Linked DNA regions of Sus scrofa: region 2 is linked to region 1. Evidence: chromatin contacts called from public Hi-C data. All regions are on one chromosome and are shown on one strand. The core of a region is the stretch at or near the end of the contact, and the rest is flanking DNA. Distances in the headings are between cores, read along the strand shown.

The links. A called contact is a pair of places that touch in the nucleus more often than the background predicts.
Region 2: a Hi-C map of undifferentiated spermatogonia shows a contact between it and region 1, with 1.5 times the contacts expected there. The contact joins the promoter of NPTX2 here to the enhancer-like site in region 1. A contact is called at or near these places in 6 of 47 Hi-C or Micro-C datasets (brain, embryonic fibroblasts, epiblast stem cells and 3 more).

The regions. Positions count from the first base shown.
Region 1 is chr3:5,594,474-5,600,726 of Sscrofa11.1, reverse strand. LOC106509631 (a long non-coding RNA gene) reads left to right here. Exons shown (of 4, transcript XR_001307311.2): 4 at 442-2,133. Among named protein-coding and RNA genes, the nearest start is that of BAIAP2L1, 30 kb to the right of the region's middle. Within about 2 kb of position 2,361, at least 1 of the 83 cell types and tissues checked has an H3K27ac peak or open chromatin away from gene starts, as enhancers often do. A contact at or near this core is called in undifferentiated spermatogonia, where this site is marked.
Region 2 is chr3:5,717,978-5,724,230 of Sscrofa11.1, reverse strand. NPTX2 (neuronal pentraxin-2) reads right to left here and starts at 3,545. Exons shown (of 5, transcript XM_021086095.1): 1 at 2,939-3,545; 2 at 1,140-1,356. The coding sequence starts at 3,364.

The DNA.
Region 1 (6,253 bases), core at 1,112-3,611:
AAAAAAAGAAGTCATTGGAGTTCCCGTCGTGGCTCAGGGGTAACGAATCCAACTAGGGACCATGAGGTTGTGGGTTCGATCCCTGGCCGCGCTCCGTGGGTTAAAGATCCGATATTTCTGTCAACTGTGGCGTAGGCTGCAGACACGGCTTGATCCCGCATTGCTGTGGCTGTGGTGTAGGCCAGTGGCTACAGCTCTGATTAGACCCCTAGCCTGGGAACCTCCATATGCTGCAGGAGCGGCCCTAGAAAAGGCAAAAAGACAAAAAAAAAAAAAAAAAAAGTCACATTAGCCAGGATGGGGGATATTTGGTTGCATTTTTGATTGCTGCAACTGTTTCAGACGCGATTTCAGAGGGTCCTGCTGCTGTCTGGATCCATCGTGGTCACAGAGTGTCCTTGTCTGAGCTTGGTGATCTGTGAAATTGTTTATGTCCAACAGGAAAGTGCTTTTTCTCTTTCTTACCCATCGTCTCTGGCCCAGCTGCCTGAAGAGCCCCCCCACCCCGACGCCCCGTAACCTGCCTCCTCACCTTCGTGCTGTTCTCCACACAGCAGCCAGCGTGATCCTGTGAAATCGATTGTCAGTGCAGCGCCCTCCTCTGCTTAAGCGCCCGTGGCCTCCAAGTGAGTTGACTTGTCCCCCAAAAAGCTACGTCCAAGTCCTCACCCCGGGTGTCTGTGAATGTTTACTTAGTCGGAGATGGAGCCTCGCAGAAGTAATTTAAAGATGTCCAGATGCTGGCATATTGGATTTAAGTTCTAAATCAAATGACAGGGGTCCTTAGACAAAGAGGGCACAGAGTTAGACAGACAGACAGACAGAAAAGGCCATGTGAAGATGGAGACTGGAGGGGTACAGCCATAGCCAAGCAACACCTGAGGCCACACAGAAGCTGGAAGAGGCAGGAAGCGTTCTCCCCAGGAGTCTCTGGAGGGACCACAGCCTGGCCTATCCCCTGATCTCGGACCTCGGGCCTCCAGAACTATGAGAGCACATTCCTGTTTCAAGGCACCAAGTTGGTGGTACTTTGTTGCCGCAGCCCTAGGAAACCGTGCAGTCTGCTACGGCAGTTAGAAAAGAATCGCCAGCCCTTCCGGAGACTGTCGGACCCCGTGGGCCCGGCTTCTCGCAACCTGTTTCACACACAGCCTCTCCTGGTGCCCCCATGCTCCAGCCACACTTGCCTAAGTTTTCCTCTGACGCACCGGCCCTTTGCACATGCTCGTCCTGCTATCATCACCGCAGCCTCCGTGCAGGTACCGCCTCCTCTGGAAGACCTTCCTTCACCCCCGTGGTTGAAATAACTGTTAACTAACCCTCTACCCTGTTGCTGAGCTCATCTCCTCACGACAGGGTCATTCTGTCCTGTGATGGTTCACGCGAATGCTGTTTGCCTCCACGGGAAGGGTCGGCGGGTCAGGAACATGCCCGGACTCCCAGTTGATTTTTCCCGAACAAAGGCAGGTACCATGTGTATGCCAGGTGCTCCGCCAAATGCCTGACAAGTGTTACCTCATTGAACCTTCACCAAAAACATATTTTACCGGTGAGGACATGGAGGCACAGACAGTTTAAGTCCCTTGCCCAAGGTCACACAGCCTGTAAGTGGTGGAGGCAAGATTCGAACCCAGAGTCAGTGAGTTTAAACCCTCTTCTGGACACACAGGAGCCTTCAGTAAATGTGTGCCATAAAGAGGGTGGGCCAGCCCCTCGCAGGTAACCTCCCAGGTGGGAGGGAAAGGGATCCAGGAAATGTCTCCCGTGTCTACACCTCCCCCTCTGCTCCCGCCAAGGTTCAGGGGATGGGGGGGGAGCATCGCCGAGGAGAGTTCTAGAAGAGCTCCCGGCCCCTCCCTCCCAGGTGTGGGCTGCTTCCCGGGGTGTCCGGCTCCCACTCCCCTCTCACTGGCATCTTACCCCCCTCTCTGCCCGCCGGGGCCCTGAGCTCCTGAGGGAAGGGGTCCCGCGTTACCCAGGGGTTCCTGCGTGGGACCCCGGGGCCCTGCGCCTCCAGCCCCGTCACTGCGCCTCCAGAGGAGCAGCCCCAACCCGGGTCTGGAGCCGCCCCACCTCCAGGGGCTGCTGGGGCTCGGTGGGGCGGGGCGGGGGGGGGCGGTCCTCGTCTCTGGGCTCCGGCGCTTCCGCCGATGCGGGCACGTGGTGGCACAGGTCAGCGCTGCCAGGAGGCCGAAAGGAAGCAAGGGGCTGGAGAAATACGTTTTGCAGAAAGGAAGGGAGCAGACCGGGGCGGGGGCAGCATCAGAACCGAGGGGCCCGCGCTGCCAGGGACGGAGCTGGAGGTGGGCCGCTGGGACGTGAGCGAGAGGGCAGCCTGCGAGGGGACAGTGGCACGTTCACGCCAAGCAGCGGCGTCCGGCCGGGAGCGGAAACTGCTCCCCAGGCCTCAGCGAGCCTCCCGGGGAGGCCCCGTGGTCAGCGCTGCCTTATGACTCGGAGACCAGCGGTGAGGTTTTATGTTCAGGTGGAAAAAATGGAGCAGCGCTGGTTCTCTCGGCAACTGCTCTTCCTCAGCGGCTCCCCTGGGCCCAGGAAGGCGGGAGACGGAGTGTTCGGCGGCCCCGGGGGTTCCTTGAAAGCCTGACGAGCTTTGGTCTCCTGCTGCTGGTGAGGCGGCCGAGGAGCCGCAGCTCTCAGGCCACGAGCAGCCTCTGTCTCCCGAGGCCTCAGAGGCCGCGGCCAACACCCTCGTGGGAGGCGCTTTCAGACGAAGGATGCCACCCGCCTGGTCCGGAGGAAACTCAGCCGCAGCAACAGCCGCACCTGCTCCTCAGCATCCTCCCCGACGGGGACCCAGAAGAGAGAGATGGGCTTCAGGAAGCTTCCCTGCAGGTGAAAGGCTCCTCCTTCTCCTCCTCGCTCTAGTTACAAACGCCCTGCACCGCGCGCCTCACTATTTATACGGCAGGGCTGCAGACATGCTCTCACCTCCCTCTCACGGCCTTGAGGGGGAAAACTCGCTCAGGAAGCTTTCCTGGTGCACCCCCAGCCCCCCTCTGTGGGAGAAGGAGGGAGGGAGGGGTCGCTGCCATGGCTGGGTGGTCACAATGCAGGGCCAGTCTGAACCTGTTGCCTAGCAGGAAGTTCCATCATCTCGGGGCCCCCAGACCCCTAGGACGCCCCTCTGTCCTCTCTCCTCTGACATGTGCTCCTGGTGAGTCTAGGGAGTGAGGAGCCTCAGGCCTGGCCGGCCTTCCTCTTTGGCTCCCTCATGCTCCTCCTACACGGATGGAACAAGCAGAGCACTGGCCCAGCCGCCCCTTCTCTCGCCTCTCATGATGCAGCCAGGCCCTAGTCTAGGCCAGCTGATCTTAGGCTCTGGGGGCCACTGTGGTCTGTCTTGCTGGCTGCCTCTCTCAGATTGCATCCTCTGGGGCTGGTGGGTATGAACAATGACTCTTTTGTCCCAGTCCCTGGATCTTAGGAAAGAGGGGCTCGGTAGAATCCAGCTCAAATCACAAAACTTCAGCCCTGGGATTTGGGACCCAAACCGAGAGGCTCTTTCTTACACAGGGATAATGTCAGGGAGAAGGATATTGACAAAACGGATGAGGGCGTTGCTGGTGTATCAGTCAGGAAAGGTTAGGTTATGCTGCTGTAACAAACAGCCCCCCAAATTTCAGTGGTACTATGTCTAGTCACTTAGGATGGAGGCTGATAATGTGAGAAAAAATAATGTATACTGGGTCACCATGCTGTACCATAGGAAAAAAAAAATAATGAAAAAAAAAAAAAAACGAGGTGGGCGGGATGAAAGGAAAAAGGAAAAAGCAAAAAAGAGGGAGAGAGGTTGGTTTCTCATCACCTTAGTTGTTGGCTGCAGGTCAGCTATGGTTTTCCTCCCTGTCTCTTCATTCTAGCACCAAGACTAAAGAGGTTACTTTTTCTGGAACATTCTGGGTTCACAGCAGAGGAAGGAGTAATGCGGGACAAGAAAATGGGGGGGGGGGTCCTGGGCAAGCAGGATGAGGAAGCAAAGAGAATGAAACAGATTCCCCCAAAAGAGATATGAGGTCCCGACCCCCTGCGGCTCCGCTCAGATTTCCAGTCTGTTGGCCGAGCCTGAGGTCCCTGGGCTGGAAAGTATAACCCTCCCTCAGGGACAGCCCCCACGGGGCTGCAGTGCAGACTGGCACCCGTGTCTCATCTGTGCCCACTGTGTGCTGCCAGGCGGTCCCGAGCAGCTCTCCTAAGTCAGCGTTGGGGCTTGAGGACACAGGTCCACACACGAATCCCCTCCACAGACAAGGACACTGCAGTTCTTCCAGAGCGAGTTTGGCAAAAGCAGACCAAATGTTTTCTTATCCCATCTTCTCTCCTGGGCACAAGGGACAATGACACTTCCCAGTGGTCAGGGACACAGACGAGGTGTGGGGCTCATGCATGCTGGCTCCACGCCCAACCACAAGCCCCCGTTCAACCTCCCACCCTCTCCCTTCCCCCAGGACGCTCGCTGTGAAGGCAGCACCTAGAAGTGGAAGGAGCGGGGGTCCCGGAACCAGCACTTAGCTTACTGCCCTGGAGGGCCCCGGGTCTGCAGGGCACGGGGACCCGAGGGACAAACCACCATCACCACAGGGCACGGAGTGCCCCGCGACTCGGAAAGTCAGGCCACGCAGCTGCAAACTGTGAAGCTGGAACGTGGGCCCCAGGTGTGTTGGTTTGGGTCCCCCCAAAAGCAGAGTCTGTGACAAGGACTGGATCAGGTAGTTGTTCCAGAGGGGATCCTGGGAAAGAGAATGGAGGGAGCAGAGAGAATGAAACGGGAGCAAAAAAGAGGCAAAGTCCTGACCCCCGGTGGCTCCGAATGTGACTTTATTTGGATGGGGGGGGCTGCGGATATAGTTGGACAAGGTCACACGAGAGCAGAATGGGCTCCTAACCCAGCATGACTGGTGTCCTTATCAGAGATAGAAGCACACAGGAAAACACCGCATGTGCAGTGACGCAGCCACAGGCGAGGAAGGCCAAAGACTGCCAGCCACCCCCGGGCCCCAGAAGGAGGGCACGGGGACTCCCGGCCGTTGTCCGGGGAGCATGGCCCTGCCAGCATCTGAATTTTAGAGTCCTCGCCCCAGGCTCTGTGAGACACGACACTTCAGTTGTTTCACACACCCCCATTTGCAGCACTTTGTAACAGCAGCCCTAGGAAGTTAACGGGGTCACAGAGGGAAAGCTGATCAGCGGTGCTTGAGCAGGTCACCCCTGAAGGCCATGGCTCTCGGTCCCCCCAGGACACCTGAGCAGCCACGGAGATCGTGGCTCAGACTCATCCCTCCAAGACCACAGACCCATTGTCTGTGCCTCAGCTCCAGCTCCCACCGGTGAAGGCTGTCCCTGGGGGTGGCACCTCCCCGTGGCAGGGCTGCCTCTGCAAACGGGCTGAGCTCACCAGCCGTCCATCAAGCTGTAGATGGCGTGAGAGGTAGACACAGGGTCCTGGGGTGGGACAGGCTCCAAGAGCACCTGCTACTCCAGGATGCAGGACCCCGTCTTCTCTCCACAGCACCTCTTAACTCCAAGTTCAAGGTGAAAACTGAAAGTCCCCCAGGCAGACGTGCCATTCAGTTACGGGCCCTCTCCCTTCACATATGTGCATGGTTGAACTTGCGAAGATTTTATCAAAGGGGAAGCGGGGGAGAAGAGAGAAAAGGAGAAGGAAGTCAATATTATCCTGGTCGTTTTCAGGCAAGGAACTGGGGACACAGGTTAAGTGATGTTTTCCTGGTGGCACAGCCAGTGAACCTCTTTGCACTAATTTGCTTGAAGCCCATCTGACTCCCAAAGCCCACCTTCTTCTCCAACACAAAGGGGTTTTTTTGTTTTTTGGTTTTTTTCTTCCTTTAAAATCGGAAGAACCCTGTCTCCAGCACGTGTGATCTCTTGCTAAAGACAGAATTGGGAAGAAAACTGGCTGAAACGTTCACGCTTGTGATGAAGGGTTAAGAGCTACACATGCATTTATTTGTGCATAGACATTGCACAGTCTTGGCTATGGAGCCACTGCCTAGGCATCTGCAGGCGTGAAATGAACAGGCCCAGATTCATGACGCTGACACTCTGTACTCTCGCTTCCTGAACCAGGATGGAGGTTTCATTCTTGCTTGTCGCCCACCTAAGGGTCATGCTGGCTGCTCTGAAAAGTAAACTGCACTCAGGGCTCCACAAAGCCCACTCATCTCAGCAGTTTATTTCGTGTTCACTTAGGGTCCTGAGTGGGGATCTAGACTCA
Region 2 (6,253 bases), core at 2,296-4,795, 120 kb before region 1:
TGATACTGAAGAATCCAAGTGTAATAATAAGGGGAAGGAAGGATGGATTTTCTGGAGGAAGAGAACAGGAAAGGGATGAAGAAGACCGTGATGCGGCCATAAAAGCGAATGAATAAAAAGGAACAGAAACACTATCCCCTTGGGTGACTCCATCTGGCCCTGCTGAGCCGCCGTGCCGACAGCACTGGAAGAGAGAGTGGACATTCTGCTATTAGACATTCACTTACCGATTCATAAAACCGAGTCAGAGAAACCGCCTTTGTCAGGTTAGTGCCTCTGAAAAGATTATAATCCTGTACTCACTACCAGCAGGCCTGGAACGCCCTATGCGGTGCCTCTGAACCGTCTAGGGCCCTAGATCCAGAGCAACTTACCCACGAGAACGTGAGCCGAGGAGAGAGACTCTCAGAAACTGCTGCGGTGTCTAGATCAGAGGGACTGGGAGGCCCTCGTGGCAGGAGGTTTCAGAGATCGGGGGCTTTGTCCAAGCTGACCCCGAGGGTGCTGGCTCTTCCATGGACAATGCCCGTGGGGCTGGGGTGGGGCTCTTTCTGGAGATGGCTCTTGTCTGTCACCCTTACTGTTTGCTCAGACAGCAAGGGACTGTCTCCATGTGGTGGCAGCAATCACTGCTGACATCTGGGGCTGAGCACGGGGGCCCCAAACCAGGCAACTCTCAGCAGCCAGCAGCCCCCTCTGTCTCTGAGGTTCTGACAAAGGCCAGGTGGGGAGACAGCTGGGGCGCTGACTCCGTGCACCACGAATGACTCTGGTTGGAAAAGCCACACTTGCTATGAGAAGTGAGAGGCAGAAGGGAGAGGGGGACCACACTTGGGTGGTGAGGAGGTGGGTGGTTTTTTGCATCTAAGACTGTAGGGCTGGGCGGACAGAAGAGCAGCTCAGAGCCAAGCAAACGCGGGAGCAGAGCTGCTGCCAGAGTCAGCAGGCAGGGAGCTGGGACCCACCGCTCCCCCAGGGGCACAAGTGGCCTCATCTGTCAAAGGGAAATTGCTGGCGGCTCTCTGCCAGCGCCCCCTTGCCGGGAGCCCCCGTTTCCCTTCCAGGGCGGCAAGACCCTGGGAGGGGCCGGATGGACGTCAGCCAGGGGGCGACAGAGACACCAGCAGCGAAGCCCTCACCTCGCTCCAGCTCTGTCACTCTCTGCAGCAGGGCGTTCAGGGCGCTCTCGGTCTTCTGCCGGTGAGCCGAGGTCTCGTTGTGGAGCAGGGACTTCTCGTCCTCCAGCTCGGCCACCTTGCTCAGCAGCTGCCTCTCCAGCTCCCCCAGCCGCCGCTGGAGCACCTCCCGAAAGTCGCCGGGCAGCGCCGCCGTGGACACGTTCACTCGGAGCTGGTGCTTTGGGTGGCGGAGGCGGGGACACAAGAGGGAGAAGTATCAAGGCCAGTTAAAAAGACATTGTGAAATGTAGCTCTGATGGTCCCACCGCACCGGGAGTATAAAATTCTGCCAACGGCAGTAAGGGAGCATTTCACTGATGCTTTTTTTTTTTTTTTGTATGGAAAGGATTCCAAAGATACAAGAATTACTTTGCTGCAATATTTGAAACTTGGGACTCTCATTTCCCCTCTCAGGAAGCTGTTTTCCTCCTCTTACTAAAAAGTCAAATTTTAACCAATATCTGTCATTCTCAAGTAAAGACCAAAACACATGTAGAATTACCAAAAAAAAAAAAAAAAGAATTAATTAAATGGTCCTCAAAACTGATGAGCTTTCAAGGAAAATGAAAACAGTCCCCCAGTTCCACTAGGGCACAAAGGGGCATGACTATGGTCACTGGAAAATGAGAACTCTAAAACACAACTATTCTGCATTTTAGGAATCTTCGCTTTTAATGGTGTTTCTAAAGCCTCACTTCCTTTTTTTTTCCTCCTCTACCATTTTGCTGGTTCTGGAGGCAGCCTGCCACTGCCTAGCCACAAATCCTTGGCAAGCTATTTACCCTTCTCTCTAAGTGTTCCAAATTGCAAAATACAGATTATAGGATCTGCCTTGCAAGATTGTTGCGCGAGTTAAAATTAGATAATATGCCTGGCGCATATTTAGTGTTCCAGAAATGTTAGCTGTTATTAATCATAATGAATCGAGGGATATACAGATCCTGGAAATACTGTATTTAGCCATCATGCCACAGGAAACGCTCAAATAATTTGGCAATAATTACCACCTGTAATTGAAACCTAGTTTTGCTCAGAAGTATTTTGGTCACCGTGTCTAATAGAAACATCCACACTTCTTAAACAGGTCGGAAAGTAGAGATGGAAATTAAATGAAGATTTCTCTCTCCAAGTTCCAAACTGCATGTGCGTCCCAAGAGAGAGGGAATAAGGTCCCTTCCCCCAAAGCAATCGAGAAGGGCACCTTAGATCCGCTCAATTCGCGGACAGTGTCTTTGAAGTTAACCGCGTTTCCTCCGGGGCGCGTCTGCGGGGGCCGGGGACCCGCCCGCTCTGGCCTCCCGCAGAGACCCTCTGGCCTCCGCCCGCTCGGGTCCGGCCCAACCTGATTTATAAAAGGAAACATCGGACGCCCTGGGCTGCCGACCTCACGCGGCAGCCTGGCGTCACCCGACACAAGCTCCAGGAGTGCGTCCGGCTAGGGGAGACTCGAGATTTGCAAAGAGATTGAAAGCCATCCCCGCTGCCCGCCCGGACCTCGGGAAACGACTGGCCCCGCCGCTGGCAGTCCCGGCGCCCCGGGGCATTTAACCCTTTCCTTCCCAGCAAGGGGATGGGAAGGAGGGATGACAGCCACTCAAGTAAGTTCCAGTGCAGAACCGAGAACGCCCCTGACCCCAAGCCCAGGTCGCTCTGCGTCTAAGAGCTTCCAGAAGGCAGTGTCCCGAACAGCCTGGCGGGCAAGGCCACGAGCCCCTCCGGGCCTCGGGGGCGTCCCCCCCAGGGCTCCCGCGTCCCGCTACCTCGAGGTTCTCCAGACGGTCCTTGAGGGTCTGCAGAGAGCGGCTGAGCTGCTCCACGACGTGGCCGGGGTCCCGCGGCAGATCGCCCATGGTGTCCTTGCCCGAGGCCGCCCGGCCTGGTGCCTTGCCCCCCGCCAGACCCTCGCAGCGCGCCAGCTTAGCAGTGAGCTCGCTGATGGCCTCGCGCTGGGCGCCCAGCGTCTCCTTCTGCTGTACGACGGTCTCACGCAGCTGTAGCACCGCCGCCCGCAGCTCCTCCTCGGGGCTCAGCGCGCCGCCCTGCATGGGCATCGCTGCCAGCGGGCAGCCGGCTCGCGCCGCCTCTGGGGGCAACGCCGTGCACACGAAGCGGTTGCCCGGCGCCGGGCCGTCCTGGGCCCCGGCGGCCACAGCGAGCGCCACACCGGCAGTCAGCAGCGCCAGCATCCCGCCACTGCCGCGCTCACTCCAGCATCCGCTGGCTGGCGAGCCGGCGCCGTCGGGGCGAACGGCGTGGGCGCCTGCGCGGAGGGCTGCGGCCGAGTGCGCCGCTCGAGGGCAGCGTGAGCGCAGGAGCCCACCGAGCAGTCCGCGGCCCACAGCCCGCACGCTCTGCCTGGCTCCGCACTCTGGCCCGGCCCGGCCCGCGCGCCCTTTCTTAAGCTCGGGGGGGCGGGGGCTGGCGCGTGGGGCGCGGTGTCGCGAGATCTGATTGGCCCTGCCGGGCGCGCGTCACGCAGGGGGCGGGGCGGGGGCGCCTTCTGGCGTCGCTGCTGCCTGACTGGCGGGCGGGCGCGTGGGCCGGAGCCGGGGGTGAGAGCGCGGGGGCCCGGGTGGAGAGAGGGCTGAGGTAGAAAAAAAGGCCCTGAGTGCCTTCAGGGGGCCCTGTCCGGGCGCCCCGAGGACGGGGACGTCGCGGCGGAGGAGAAGGCAAGAGCCCCCTGGTGCCCTGCCGCCCCCGGGGCGGCTGCTGGGCTGCAGGCGCGGCGCCAGGCCTTGGTGCTTGGTCGCCGCAGCCCCGGGGCGGGGGCGGCCCCCATTTCACAAAGTGAAGAAAGTGAGGAGGCGCCCCTGGCGGGACTCGAACCGAGCGCTGCCGTCGCCACCCACCCGCAGCCAGCGCGGGCCGCCTCTGCCGGGCCGCGGCCATCTCATCCGGAAGGCGGGAGGGAGATGCACGACGGCCGCCTCCGGGACCCCCTCCGCGGCCGCGTCCCTGTCCCCGTCTCGGAAAGAATTCTCAGATCTGCGGGGACCCGACGCGGGCGCCAGCGCCGACGGACCTCGCGCCCCGTCGCCTCCACCTAGGGGCGTGGAGTGGGCCGGGGTCACGAGGCCACTCGCAGAGCTCTCCCGCGCGGGTCCGGCGACAGCCCGCGGGACGGTGACCTGATTCAGCAGGGCCTGGGCTTGGCAGGCCTTGATCCAACCACAGTCACCGCGATGGTGCCACGTAGTGAAACAGTGCCCCACCCTCGTAGACGGCGTGCCCACGGGGTCCAGTTTCCCAATTAGAGACCGCTGTCCTCAGATCCGTGGAGAGGTCAGATACGCACAGAAACCCCCAAAGGCAGAAGCAAATTTGTTTCAGAATCTGGTCTGTGGTTTACAAACAAGTTCAGAGAGCTACAGACGGAGCCGGTTTCCTGCACATTATAAATGGAAATCTTTATTTTTTTTCCCTCTATTTTTAAAAAATCCTGTGGCAAGGTCATTAATCATATTATCCATTATACCAGAAACAAATGGATTTGTCACTTCTGCACAGAAGCTGAGGTTGATTCTGAAAACAAAGTGTATCAAAATAAATGAAATTATTATGATAATATAAAAGAGACCGCAGTGATTAATCTCCAGAAACCAAATTGTGACCTGCTTTGCACTTCAAACAATAGCTTCTGCTATGTAAATAGTTGTGGAGTTTTCAAGGATAAGGTTGCTAAATTACAAGAAAAGTTCCATACGTGAAAAATCTCTTCGTGGATAAACATTAGTGACAGGAAATCTGGTCTACACAACACCCAAGGCACAGGACAGTGGAAGTGATGACGGCTCAGGTAAGAAAATTCATTAGTAGAAAAGCGTGGTAGAAAAAGTATTAGTAGAAAAAAGTATTAGTTAAAAAAGTGTTAGTAGGAAAGGTATGTTTGGGGTGGGGGCGTGGCGGGGGCAGTTTGTGTATTAAGGGCTCGTAGGAACTTTCAAGAAGCTGAAGAAGGATGAGGAGGAATGAGTCTATCCAAAGTCATACTTAAAATGGTAAAACAGACTTCTCTGAGTGATGCAGATCAACAAATTGCAATTAACAGGGTTGCAAAGCACTTTATAAAATACTACATTTTAGGTTATTCCATGATGCACCAAATTCAGACCTGTTGGAATTATCCAGATAAGGATTTGGCGTTTCAGTTTTTGCTCAGAGGCCTGGAGTTTTAAAACTCATAGACCTGGGTGGCTCTTAATTGGATGCCACAATCGAGGTGATATGCCTAGATTTTTCCATGCATCCTTTCTTGGCACAGACTGATACACTCGTATTTACAACTCCTTGAAACAGAGCCTCGTTCCTTTAATAATTCAGTAAAATCAAGTGTATTTCCAGAATTCGAATTCCCTCCTGCATTAAAAAAAAAAGAGTGCAAGAAGACGTAACAATAACAAAGCATATATCCCCAAATATTTACTCTTAAATTTCTCAAAAGATTTCCAATATGGGAAGTTGTAATCAGTGGAACTGCCAAAGCCCAGATGGAATGACCCAGGCATTTAAGATATTTTTTTTTTTCCTTTGGAGACCGTATAATTAGAAGGCTTCCTTAACAGGGCATATGCTATTTTAGGGCTTTATTTTGTCTTCCTGGTGCAGTGGAAAGTGCTGGCTTAGGAACAAATCCTCATTCCAACTCGACACTAGCTAAGTGGTTTGGAGCAAGTCTTTTCTCCTCTCCAACATCAGTTTCCTTATGTATAAGATAAAAGGATTAGACGAGACTCTCCAAAGGCTCTTTTGACTCTGCTTAAGAGCTGGTAGTTTGAGAAAAAGCCCCTATTTGTGGTGATGGATGTTCCAGAGCTTTGTTCTTTGTTTTTGTGTTGTGAACCACCTGTAGCCAAGGGTGAGTCTGGGAAGGCAGGGTATTTGTGGCACAGCAGGTAAACCTCCACACAAGGCGATGCCATAGCTGGGGTTGAAATCTGCCCTCGAGAACATGGTTTACTCACAGCACAGCAGCCTGGTCTACCTGGGGGATCCTGCATATCTGACTCATGCTACCCATGAGGATGGTTACTTGAGTGGCAGGGACCAGGGCCCACAGAATTTCCTTCGCTTGAAAA